Regions from separate parts of the Zea mays genome. Here region 1 is linked to region 2. The links are chromatin contacts, called in public Hi-C maps. All regions are on one chromosome and are shown on one strand. Each heading gives the region's core, a stretch centred on a gene start, on an enhancer-like site or on the middle of the called end of the contact. The rest is flanking DNA. Distances are from core to core; before and after follow the strand shown.

Region 1 (2,700 bases), core at 125-2,624, 240 kb before region 2:
TTGCCGCCGCTGCAAAATATTATCGATCATTGACTTCATGTTAAATGGAGCATGAGCATGATTTTGCGTCATGTTAAACGTTGCCTTTTTTGTTGTTGTTATTGGAAACATGAGCATATGAGTGACATGAAATAAATAATTGAAGTCCATTTCAATCTATAGCTCCACGGTTGTATTTGGAGGCAGGAAAAATGCTTACGGATCAATGTTGTGCTCACAACAACAACAACAAAGCCTTTTAGTCCCAAGCAAGTTGGGATAGACTAGAGTTGAAACCCAACAGAAACCACAAGCCAAGGTTCAGGCACAGATGTTGTGTTCATGTTAACAATTTATTTTTGAAGTTTCGTCTGGCCTACCAAATACCAATAATGAACACCAGAAACAAAATGCTTACTAGGTTGTGAGTATTGTATTTTAACATTACATACAGCTTTAGAAAGGGGAAATTTTACTTGTGGCTTGAAGAATGAAACAAGATCAAGGTAACCCCAAGTAAAACTGTCATGTAGCACAATCCTTGTGATTTATATATTGTAAGACGTACTACTTGGGAACTAGCAGTGAAGTTTAAACCTCTGTCATTCAAGGATAAATTGAATGCGGATAACCTGGCAATGAAAGAAACAAGGTCCAAACTGCCAAGCATTGAACTGAGCAACTAGGGTAGCCATTAGCCAAGAGAAAAGCTAATTCATATTAACGCGATAAGGCAATAGTATACTGTGATATGCGTGCTTAATTGGAATTCTGTTAGAATACATATCTTATACTACTGCTGACAGCCGATTTAAAGCACTTAATAATTTCTGCGGCTACGAAGCTAAGCTTGCTCTGAAAGAGTCTTGCACGTAATATATTCATATCGACTATCGTCCATGTGGCTGTGACCGTGTCCAAAAGCTAGAGAGAGCATCATGGATCAAACAGAGTTCAGTTTTCATACGTCTCCACAACCCAAGCCCAAATCCTTTGCCACGAGCATAACTTCTAATTGTGGCGCGGGGGAAATAAACACCCGGGTTGACCACGGACCTGGAGGCGTGGGGGCGCGGAGAGAGACGGCCGCTCTGCTGGCGCCGCCGTCGGCGCCGCGGGGGAAGCGGATCGAGGAGGCGGGGGAGGATGAGGAAACGGCGAGGTGGGGCCGCGCGGTGCCGGCGGGGCGACCGAGGAGGGGGCGGGACGTGGCGGAGGCGAGCGCCATGGCTGATTCGTGTCTTTGGTTGGGGGAAGAAGCAGGCGACGCGGCGAGAGAAGGAAACCAGCCGAGGAAGCAACAGGAAGAAAGATCTGGTGAGGTGGTGCGTGGTGGTCAGCGCCTCAGCGGTGCACCCAGATTCTTGGAGGCTTCAAGCATTTTCGCATCGGGCTATACGGCCCACAGGGTGCTGGCAGCTTTGAATTTTTTGTTTTATTTTGAAAAAATATTTCTAAAAAACGTTTGAGAAAAAAAAATTACACCCGTCTAATATGGCAGGGCACATACAACAATACGCCGTCTTTAAATAGTCACGTAAGCAATAATTAAAAGAAAATTCCAACATAAACGCTTGTAATTCTCTAAATTTCGGGTATAATTTTTTTTTCATACTCATTATAATCAGAATATCATCAACGTATCATAAATGTTCTCATCATGTTCATTGATTAAAGTAAAGCAGTAGCATGATACTACTCAAAATAACCAATTCCCAAAGGATAACCTAGGGCAGGAGGAACAGAACACTAGTCCATCCTTAGGTTGATCATGATATGCAGGACAATAAATTATAAAGTAAATAGGACATAATGGGTCAGAGTACACTTGCCTTCACCATGTTGCTGTTCAGGGACGTCTCCTGCAACACACTCGGAAACCTCGGACTGCTCGTTGTCTACGCAAAGCAATCATTCATTCAACGTGCTTGGAGAATGACAAGAGAACAGTACACCAAACATATGCAACAGTGTGAACACATGTTCAATAAAAGGGGTAAGACACACAGGTGCAATCTAGGTTTTGGGGTAGATCACTATGTCGAGTGGTCTATTGTTCTCTAACTAAGTCTATCTCAGTAAATTACTTACCTAAATAAACTTATTCTCGGGATGGGGTCATACATTAAATGAGGTTAGGTCTACAAATTTAAGCACTTGAATATTCACTAGGGTTTTATCTTTTATTTTACCTTTAATAAATATTCTATAACCTTACACTAACCTAGAGACTAACCACAAAATTGAGACATGGAAACAATGAATGAATATAATTTAAACAGATAGAAAATAAGATAATGAACATTTTGCAATTTGAACCATCCAATTTGGAGTTCATATGCAAAAGTTATGAAATTTACAAGTTTTAGAATTCAAAACCCTAAATTAAACCTATTTCTGTGATTATAATAAAAGTCCAAGGGTCTCTCTGCAAGAAACCAGGAACTCAGGCACAAGAAAACCGGACTGGGGGTTGATTTCTAAGAATCCGAGGGGCTATTTAACAGATTTACCAGGCGAAGGGGTAAGGGGCGTTCTCGGTCGTCCGATCTCATATCAACGACCGAAAACCGATCTCGCGGAAGAGCGAGCGCGCGGGCGAGCACTAACAGGCGGGCCAGGGCAGTCAGTGGCTCGGGGGCGAGGGCGGGCTGACCAGTCCGGCCCAGCGTCAGGGGTGCAGGCGACCGGCGAGTGGGATCCAGGGGCAGGGGGCACGCG
Region 2 (2,700 bases), core at 167-2,666:
ATTTCTTGACAAGATTGACATTGTTGTACTTATCATTGCATCTCTTAAAACGAAGTTATATATTCTTCTATGGAAATAGTCTACTTTTTAATGTCACTTCAGTAACTCTACAGAAAGTTTTCATGCTCATGATGCTTTTAATTTTTTCAGTTGTTTATTAATGAAAACTGCCGAAAGAGCAGCAAACACATTGTGTTTTATACTATAGACTGCAAGGATTCATGTGGTGAAGTATTTATTGATTTATATAAACATAGCTATGTTCAGGTATGTTGCATACTTGAACGTGATCAACTCTGATTTTTAATGTTTAGAGCTAGGAAAAGGTATATCTTTATGACCTATGTATCCCTGTACAACCACTTGCAATTAATGTATGTTCTGCCTATAATATCTGTTCGTTTTCTTCAAAATTATAAATGGGCATACATGCAGTTAAAATGTTAAACTCAACAATGTTTCCCTTATATATATTTGCACAGAAAAAATGTGTTATAAAATGTGAGGAAAACCATATGTTCAAAACTATAAAAGTTTACTGAATTATCACTTATATTATGAAATGTGTATATATATGTACAACTTGCTTGAAACAATATAATATTGTTACAACTTATAATACGCTCGTTTATCTTACAACAAACACCGGAACTTGGATTCCTTTGCTTTGCTCTTACGTGCTTATTTACTCAAACATATATACAATAATCATACATTATACTATGCTACTAAGCAGATCGCTACGCGCGCATAGGCACGCACCATACACTAGTACTATACAATATACTACAATATATACATATAATGATTAGTACAAAAATACAGGGTCCTGCTGCAGTCTCCTTGGCAGTCCGTACACGAATCGGGGCATCTGAGCGGTCCATGGCTTCGATTCAACCGGGAACGAAGAGGGCGAAGAAGCCACCGGCGGTGGTGGCGACGGCGAGCGCCCAGACGACGGCCGCGGCGGCGGCCGACGGCATGGCCGCCGCAACCTTCCAGGCGAAGGCCACGGTGAGCAGCGAGGTGAGCGGCCACACAGCGCGTCTCGCCCGCGCCCTGGCCGGGGACCCGGGCGCCGCGCGCTCGTAGTCACGGAGGCAGCGGAAGAGGAGTAGCAGAGCGGAGTACGAGCCTGTTACCAGCAGGATGGACGCGAAGTCGCCCCACGCGCGGTAGATGGCGACCCCGGAGTTGAGGGTCAGGAAGCCGAAGCCGGCCGTGGTGGCCCAGGTCGGCGGGAGGTTGCGGTTGTCGGCCATGGATGGCGGAGGCAGAGGACGCTGACGTAGTGACGTTGACACGTCTTTTCTCTCGACTTCTCGAGTCTTCAAGTCTAGGAGCGACGGGTCAAGGGCAGGCTCACAACTTCATATGCTCTGTACGAAAGGCGAACATGTGGGCACCAATTTTCTGGGCTTTGTTTTTCATGAAGAACACACTTGCGTTCGTGGACAGGAAATTTTGGAAATAAACTAGGGATCCCGTGACAATCAGTAAAGCAAAGAAAATGGTAACCTCCGCTTTCAGCTAAAAGATTTTATGATACAATTCTAAGATTTTAATAATAAATACAACTAAAAGACAATATATATATATATATATATATATATATATATAGAAAGTCTGTCTCTTGTATTTTATTCACATAATAATTAGAGACCCTTAAAAGACTATATATTAAATAAAGCCTTGTATACGCTACGTTCTTAATTAATGCATGCATGTGGTTTCATGTCCTTGAAATTTAACTACAGCGCTGAGCGTAGTCTATTGGCCCATGTATTATTTTACTGAAACAAAAAAAATACATGGTTGTTTAATTTAAAGGGGAAAATATAAGAAAAGGACACCACTATACATGTTCAAACAGTATAGGTCAGCTGCCAACGGTCCATGCTATGTGTTACAAGGAAATTGAAGGATTTGAGAGATTCCTTGATATTCCTTGAATTGCAAGTGATATTCTTCCGCCTCAATCGTCTCTAATTATTTTATTATCAAACTAGTCATTAATCTATACTACTTTATTAAGAATCTAATGTGTATATCTGGTGTTATCACGGATTTACTTTTCGCTAGCTACTGCGCCTGTCCAGACGACCCCACCCGTGCAACTACCACTAGACCACAAGTATCTTAGTGTTTAGAAATAAACAATAATTACATAAAAAATAGTGCAGAGTGAGCACTTAAACCCATGCCTCCTACTCCAAAAAATTAGTGTTAATCTATACTACTTTATTAAGAATCTAATGTGGGCACCTGGTGCAATCACGGTTTTACCTTCCGCCAGCTACTGCGCCTGCCCAAACGACCCCACCCGTGCAACTATCACTAGACCACAAGTATCTTAGTGTTTAGAAATAAACAATAATTACATAAAAATAGTGCAGAGTGAGTACTTAAACCCATACCCCTCTACTCCAAAAATTTAGGGCTAACCACCAAACCACACATACCTTAGTGTTTAGATATAAACAATAATTATATTTGAATAAATATCTCAATACCTATTCATATCACATGATATATAAAAACCGTAGCAAAGCACGGGCAACTGGCTAGTGTATACTTAAGAGCAAGGGAATGAGGTTTTGTTTGGTTTGAAGGAATTTAAAGGGATTAAATCTCTTTCTAGTCAAAATTGAATATGAAGTGATTTAACCCCCTCTCAATCCCCTCACACTGCTTGCTATT

What was found. A called contact is a pair of places that touch in the nucleus more often than the background predicts.
Region 1: a Hi-C map of leaf shows a contact between it and region 2, with 2.3 times the contacts expected there. The contact joins the promoter of LOC100282850 here to the promoter of LOC109940317 in region 2. A contact is called at or near these places in 5 of 25 Hi-C or Micro-C datasets (ear, endosperm, leaf and 1 more).

Annotation. Positions count from the first base shown.
Region 1 is chr6:80,902,940-80,905,639 of Zm-B73-REFERENCE-NAM-5.0, reverse strand. It overlaps LOC100282850 (iron-sulfur assembly protein IscA), which reads right to left and starts at 1,374. Exons shown (of 3, transcript NM_001371885.1): 1 at 1,036-1,374; 2 at 1-9. The coding sequence starts at 1,207.
Region 2 is chr6:80,663,964-80,666,663 of Zm-B73-REFERENCE-NAM-5.0, reverse strand. LOC109940317 reads right to left here and starts at 1,416. Exons shown (of 1, transcript XM_020539787.3): 1 at 517-1,416. The coding sequence starts at 1,262. The coding sequence ends at 894.